Regions from separate parts of the Zea mays genome. Here region 2 is linked to region 1. The links are chromatin contacts, called in public Hi-C maps. All regions are on one chromosome and are shown on one strand. The core of a region is the stretch at or near the end of the contact, and the rest is flanking DNA. Distances in the headings are between cores, read along the strand shown. Region 1 holds the start of LOC542016 (somatic embryogenesis receptor-like kinase 2). Region 2 holds the start of LOC542654 (nucleosome/chromatin assembly factor A104).

Region 1 (3,705 bases), core at 418-2,917:
GACTAGATAATTGGTCAATTTAATTTATTTAATGTTTTGATTGGTACAATAAATATAGTAAGACACAGTTTTTGAACGCACCTACTGTATTATATTGTGATTTAGCAGCACTTTAAAATTCACGCGTACCCGCTGGTCACCGTGGTCGTTACAGGCTCGAGGCTCGGAGGAAGACCAGAGCGTGTAGAAGTGTAGACCGACCGCGGGGCGGTCCAATATTTTGACCGGTTTCGGTACGCATGGCCCATCAGAGGAACGCACACGCGACCACTACACGAGAACGGAAAGTACCGCACGTTTGAATTGTGTGTACAAGTACCCAACACGGCACGGACACCTTTTTTGTTCTCCTCTCGAGTCTCAACTCCGACCCTGCGTTTGCGGCGTCCCATTGGCTGGCGCGCTGGGAACGACAGCCGGACAGGCGGGCCCATGCCGGCGCTGGCTTTTTCTGCGCCCGCGGAGCTGTAGACCCGGCCCACGGACGGGAGCGGGCCCTCTGCCTGTTCTCCAGCTGGCCTTGTGCGGAGGCGGGGCCCACCGCGCAGTGTTCCACGGACTTGTTTGTGTGCTGGTGGTGCTGTTGCCCCTGCGTTTTCACTTTTACACGTCTCTCGGGATCCGGACCCTAACTAACCTTTGCCGCGAAACCTGCTGCACTGCACTGTAAGAGTCGTACAATATTGGGTTCTAAGTCGGCTTACATGACAATTTTACTTTTATAGAAGAGAGACATAAAAAATAGATAAAGTGACATTTTTACTTATGTGAAAAAGAGTCATCAAAAAGTAGATGGAGTGTGCTATCGTGCAAGAGCTATGTGCTACACGAGTTTCAAGACAAAAGAATGAAAGAGAAAAATACAAAAAATTCATCTCCGAGCCAACAACTTAACATGGCAAGGAGTTAGAGTAAAAAATAACCTTTATTATTAAACTTCTCTAAGCAACACAACACTACTGCCGCCTGCCAGTGTACGGTACAGCTCGGATCTCCGGTTTGCCCTTTGTTTTATTGTAATCAAACATTAGTTCAGCCCCAATAATGCTCAATCAATACTAGAACAACGGGGCCCTTCGCCTCTTTTTACCCTCACCGTTAGAAATCCAATCACGAGAAGAGGACGGGCCATCATCGTGAGCCGGTGTGTCCGTTCCACGGACGGATCAAAGCAAACGTGATGATTTTCCCAATCGATGCAGTGGTGGAGAGCTGTACGAATCGACACCATCACTCGAGAATGACGAGACCGGGCGTACCGAGGACCGCGTCCACGAGATCCCCAGCGGCCAGCGCCCGCACGCCGCCATGTCAGCAGATGCCCGCCGCGGCGGGGCCAGCACGTCCCCCCTGCTCCCCTCCCTCCTCCTCCCCACTACACTACTTCCATCAAGTCACCCACCCCACTCCCCCCGAGACCGAGAGCACGCCGCCTGCGCCCGCAACCGGGTAGCACTCTCACTTCCACGTGGGCCGGAGAGATCACTGGTCCCGCACGTCGGTGACGTCCTGCGGTGGGGCGCCCCTTCTTCCGCGAGCGTAGGGCGACGGTCCCACCGCGGAGTAGAAGAACAATTTAGGTCGCGACATACACACATATACACACGCGCACAGGCACAGCCGGACTCGGTTTCGACTTTCGAGCTACAGAGAATTCGTCCCGGAAAAGAAAAAAAAATCACCCTTCCATCCGCCAGAGAGAGAGAGAGAGGAGTGGGAGGACCGGAGGAGGAGTTCAGGAGGGAGAGGTCGGCGGCGGCGCGGCAGATCGGGTAGCACCGTGCAGCTCGGGCCTTAGGCGCACCAGCGGTGGGGGGATCCGCGCGCCCATGCGCCGGTGAGGTGGTGGGGCCCGCTTGGCGCTCGAGTTGGAATGGCGGCGTCGGCGTCGGCTGGGAGGTGGTGGGCGGTGGTCCTTGCGGTCGCGGTGCTGCTCGGGCCGGGACGGGTCGTCGCCAACACCGAGGGTGAGTCCTGCCTGTTCTCATACGCACTAGTAACCGACTCCTAGTAACCCATGCGTTCCCCGGTTCGGATTTGTCCCTAGTTTGAAATCTGTACGGCTGAGATGGAGCATACGAGCTTGATTCTTTTACTTGCTTCGGTTGATGCTCTTGTACTAAGTATATTGCCTGGTCCTCTAGCTCTTGCTTCCGGTTGCGGTGATGTATTTGGGGGATATTTGCTGTTTGTGCATATAGCATATACGTTTCGTTATAGCTCTGCCTGGATGGGTCAGAGGAACGAGCAAGCCGCGTTCCGTTGATCTCGAGGAAACCGTAGACTTTTTGTTCGGCGGATGCAGTTCTTTCGTTATGCCTTATACTTTTCTCGTTTGGGCGTTCAGTCCATCGTTAGGTCTACTTCCAATAGAGATGCAGATACAGACCACCGCGCTTGGCCTAGTTTGTTTGTATAAAAAGAGGAATTGCTAATACCGTCCTCCAGAATCAAGGTGTTCATATGGATTGCAAATGTTGACTTTGAGGTGCGATTGTTTGACCGGCTCTTTCAGCTGGTGAAAAAAAAAAGTTTTGCTAGTTCTGCGATCGGGATGTTATTGAGCATCTCTCTCTCTCTCTCTCTCTCTCTCTCTCTCTCTCTCCACAGATGGTAATTGAACAGTGTAATTTTGAAGGATGTGTCCCCATGGTGTACCATGAATAGAAGAACGTCGGACACTGTTGTACTAACAATGGATGGGGCCAACAGTTATAAATACTAATCCCTGTTTTTGGAACTTCCTGACTAATGGTTTCTTACCTTACTTGTTTTGGAAATCTCAATCACAATGTTTTTTCCCTAGTCAGCCATTCCTTTTCTAAATATTTTGCATACAAGCTCATCACCGATAAAAGTTCTTATCTGTTTGTTCATCTTAACTGGGAATATACTTGCTGCTGATAATGTTACCTTTTGTCCACAGGTGATGCCCTGTACAGCCTGCGTCAGAGCTTGAAAGATGCTAACAATGTCTTGCAGAGTTGGGATCCCACTCTTGTTAATCCATGTACATGGTTCCATGTTACGTGTAACAACGATAACAGTGTTATCAGAGTGTAAGTTGATGAAAAAAGCTCTCATATATTCGTATCAAAAGTGTTAATGATGTTCTCCTACTGGTTCTAAGTGTACCCCCTTTCACAGTGACCTTGGAAATGCACAATTATCTGGCGTTCTAGTGCCACAACTTGGCCAGCTGAAAAATCTCCAATATTTGTAAGTTCTGCATGCGTTGATTTTTTCCGACAGTTTTAAGATGTGGGTTTTCTGCCTCTTGTGTGCACCTTCAGAACAATTATTTTAAGAGAAGTGCTCCAGTAACCCCTTCTAAAAAATAGAACCAATCATAAAGTACTCTTAATTGATTGATTTGTCGTGTCCAATTCTTCATGTTCTCTTCTTAGTGGTGGGGGCATGCTGGCTTGATCTGTGGATCAGACATGGCTGATAACCACGCTAATTTAATTTGAACTGGAGCACTGAAATTTGTTGTCCTGGGAGGACAGTTTGTGGGCATTCTGACACTACCAGCAGGCGACGCTGAATGGCGGACAAAATGCATACTTCTGTTCACCTTTTGCCTATACGGATTTCATTCCTAGACTTACTTTTATTTGTCCACCTGGTGCTCATTTGAGCTTGTTGCAATCTGCGTCTGTGACATTAGAATGTGTGCACTAGAAGCTCTGCCACCAGCATACA
Region 2 (4,203 bases), core at 1,316-3,815, 170 kb before region 1:
ACAGGATTTCAAGAGCCTGAAATGACTTTAAAATCTATATATTAGAAGAAAACTAGCTTGAGAAAGGTAACCAAGAGATGATTCAAGGAATTATATGACGTGTGATTTTGGTCTCAAACATGTAATTCAACCAAAATATCACAGTACACATGTATTATACATTCTATGTTAAAAACTTCATGCCAAAAAAACAGTTGTACGTAGGACCGCCCATAGTGACAAAACACACCAAATTTGGCATGCCTCGTCTTACCTCCTTAAGAACCCTGAACTGACTTCTAAGTTCACAATGGTTACCAACTACAAGAACGCAATAGAATTGAAGTACTTTTTTGTCAGACCTACTTGTATAGTTGCATACTTCCAGAATAAGTCAATGTATGTTAATGCTAAGTTCGTTAAAATTGAATGCATCATTGTCCAAAAGGTCATAAATTTGCATACAATAGGATTATTTGAAAGCCAGTGACCTCTAACCATGGAGCAACAAATGCAAGAGAAACAAACAGCTTAATCAATCCACTGGTTGTTCATTGGTCGCAACAACGTTATTGTGCAATACCTCAGTATGTAGTAAGAAATCTACACAAACGACACAAGAATTCATGTATAATACATAACAAAATGTGTGATTACATATCCTGCTGAGAAATAACACTTCAAAAGCATATACATTAAAAAATTATAGCATCACAGAAGGCTACAAACAAGAATGATATCATAGATAACTTGACAATCTAACTAGGAAGGGTAAACCAAAAGAAACAATAAACATGGTAGTAATAACCAACCTTTCCACTACTAATGGCCGCTTGTTTCCCTTCTTGTTAATACCATTTCCATTTGCAGGTCCCTTCACATACATTATTGAAAAGGCATTAGACTTTCTACATCTAAAACAAACATTATGTGTAGCTTTGGAACATAACAGTACCATTCCATCCTTCCACTTAATTTGAGAAGCTTTTATTGTGGTTGTTCCATCATCAACAAAGGAATAGGTCTTTGTAAGCTTTGTGTCTTCAAAGTACGGGTTCTCAGAGAAGTTCTGCCAGTTTTAAAAAATTAAACTAGGAAATACAAGTGAAACAATGTGGAAACTCTAATTGACTGTAAGAAATGATACTTACAAGGTAAATGGAATATCCTGCCTTAACATCAGAATCATCGACATCAATGGAGTCCAAGTACTTGAATATCTGCAGCGAGAGATCATAAGATAACTCTATGTTACATACATACATAGATCCACGAAGAATAACCACAAAGCTGGTTTTAAATTCAAAAGGTTTCTGTTGCTTCAATTCAATATTCATAATTTCAAGGGATTGGGAAGTAAATTGTTTGAGGTATAGAATACCTTCTGATCCTCTTCAGTCAGAAGCTCACTTAGTAGAGGATGGCTCAAAAACTGTAGGTCAACAGCACATAACACAACAAATTAGAATCGCACGCATCCATAAACACTTCCAGCAGAATTGCAGAAAGACACATTTGTATAGCACAGAGTAGCCTACAAACCGCTGTGAGCCAAAAGTCCGGGATGGTCTTGATAATGTCACCCCTCTTGAGATAGACAGGTCTGCGAATCTCACTGTATTTCTGCTCCACCTCCATAACCTTGTCACTTGCTTCCTCATTAACCTGTCAGCAATGAACAAAGGTATCATAAGCATGGCAGTGCTATGTTTCATTTCATTCATAAAATTTCCATAGTAAATAGTATAGCTCGGACCAATGATGGGCTTGTCTTAAAAAGACATCCTTTTTCAACAAAAAATCGACTCGTATGTATGCCATGGATGGGTGACATGGAGTAACAGAGCGCGCAAGGTACCAAGTGTTTTTGAACACATGATCTGCGTTGCTTAATTTTGATTATAAATGCAGCATAAAAACTTCCACAGGAACCAACCCCTGCCTCGAGCATAAAAAACTCCACAGTATCCACATCAAAATCACCTACCATATGCTGTGACTAAACTAGACATGTTTTATAACGCTATAAAAAACTGTAATATAATAAAAGTTACTGAGTTCAGCCACCAGAAGCACCTTACGTATCAGCCAGGACACAAGCCTCCTACGCTCTAGCTACACACTGTCACTATAATTCCGTCCTCCAACCTCCAGCGGCACAATTGGCACAGTGCCCGAACAGAACTAGCAACAACTGAACCGATACTGCTCAGTGCCGGACAATTCCAGCATACCAAAACACAACCTTACGCTCCTACGGTCCTACCCAAACCCCACTACCAAATCCAACAGTACCAACCACCCATAACCCATCACACCGCACGAAGGATAGGAAGAAGAGGCTTGCGGCTGACCTTCTCGAGCTCGTCCTGAATCTCCTGGAGCTTCTCGATGGAGAAGACAAGGGCGCCGTCGATTTGCTCGTTCTCCTCGCCGCCGTCGGCATCGGTCTTGGCCTTCTTCCCCTTGTCCGCCGGTGCCGTCATCGCAAACCGCTGGCCTGGCACGCCTCCTCGCTCTAGGGTTTTTAGCGTCGCTGTGTCGCCTGCCTGCGCGAGCTGGGAGACGGAGGGAAGAAGGTAGGAAAGGGAGGCGGAGCTGGGAGAAGGCAGTGGTGCCCGCGCGAGCTCTATTATATAGGGAGGTGCTGAGATTCGCGCTCGTGGAGTATTGGGTCGGCTTCGGGTGGGCCGGGCCGTCGGATCGGTGCGGGACTGTCCACTCCCATGGGGGTTTTCTAAAACCCTAACCCTAAGGATTAGGTGCGGCCCGGCTTATGCTTGTCATTGTGCGTTCGGCGGCTTCGGACCCATAAGTGACAGTGCAGCTGTGTAGGGAACGTAGGAATGAGACAATTGGATACCCGATTTAGTTTTCCTTTTACTTATTGTACTTATATTACCATATTTAAAACGTTTCTTTATATATTTTCATCCAATGAGTTCCTACTACTTGTTAAACCCTACAGAGGATTGTGGGGTTAATACCAAATAGCAAAGTATCCATACATTGCTATGGTTTCCATTTATACTTAATATAGAATATAAAATACAAAGATATGTATGTTTTGTTGGTTAGTTGAGTGTGAATGTAGGTTTGTAGCCAATAAACATGATTCTAATATCTATTTGGGCTTAATTTTACCATTTAAATTGGGGGATAACGATGACAGTGGAAACCATAAAAACTAATATTGTCTCTTTGTGTTTATGCCACCGTGAGAAGTGAATGTATAATAAGCGTTCTATATCTTACTAGCGCCTTTGTTACTAATAGGAGAATTCAAAGTCTAAACCCTAAACCTTGTGAATTGTCCTATATGGCAGGTTTTGTCTCTGTTCGCTCAATCAAGAAACATGGTACGTCATTTTTTTTATCTGCTCTAAACTCATGGTTTAATAAATATGTTCAATCTAGATTGATTTCTTACAATTAGATGGAAGTTCTAGATTAAATTGTTGGAGTCAGATGTATGTTATAAATTAAATTCTCATAGTCATAGGATTTCATGGTCACGCGTCACCCCGCAAGTCATGCACGTCGCATGTGAAGCCGCACCGCTCCTAGCCACTCCTGTCATGTGTGTTGCCGCATCAGTCTCCCAGATATGCTCGGTCGTGCCCTAATGGGGATGTGCATGCTTTCCATCAGGTTTGGATTGTTTTCACAGCTTTTTATAGAAAAATAATTAATTTATACTTATTTTATTTATACTATCATGTTTAAAACTTTCCAGTATATATACTCGTCGATAAGGGCATGTTTGCATCTAATGAGCTAAAATAAAAGTGACTAAAGATTAGTCACTTCTCTACTACTCTATAAGGATGTAACGTGGGTGTCCACAAGTATGCCATGCCCCACTCCTGCGATCCTCACCCCCACCAATCTTGTGCCTCCTCTAGTTCCTTGTGTCCGCCCACGCCCTGCCCGTGATCTCCGCCAAGTGAGCCTCTAGCCTCCTTCCTCCCCGTTTCCTTTGCGTCCCGCTGAGCCGAGCCACAAGCGGTGGAGAATATGAGATGCTACCAATCAGCCGTTGGAGATGAGACAGGAGGCGCTGGAGCGGCTGCGCGGGATGGTGCGGGACAGCGTCACCCGTCCTCACCATACCCCGACGTCGCCACCATCATCCTCCACCCCGTCTCCAAGCGCAAAATGCCTAACGGTGGGACTCCCACCTCCCCCGAGACACCGGATCTGAGATCCCTTCCTCTCCCCTCT

Evidence for each region. Hi-C and Micro-C count contacts between places; a contact is called where the count stands out from the background.
Region 2: a Hi-C map of leaf shows a contact between it and region 1, with 5 times the contacts expected there. The contact joins the promoter of LOC542654 here to the promoter of LOC542016 in region 1. A contact is called at or near these places in 3 of 25 Hi-C or Micro-C datasets (ear, endosperm and leaf).

The regions. Positions count from the first base shown.
Region 1 is chr5:179,528,689-179,532,393 of Zm-B73-REFERENCE-NAM-5.0, reverse strand. LOC542016 (somatic embryogenesis receptor-like kinase 2) reads left to right here and starts at 1,667. Exons shown (of 11, transcript NM_001111663.2): 1 at 1,667-1,967; 2 at 2,927-3,059; 3 at 3,148-3,219. The coding sequence starts at 1,874.
Region 2 is chr5:179,697,148-179,701,350 of Zm-B73-REFERENCE-NAM-5.0, reverse strand. LOC542654 (nucleosome/chromatin assembly factor A104) reads right to left here and starts at 2,565. Exons shown (of 10, transcript NM_001112178.2): 1 at 2,334-2,565; 2 at 1,522-1,644; 3 at 1,361-1,411; 4 at 1,131-1,199; 5 at 935-1,048; 6 at 792-853. The coding sequence starts at 2,465.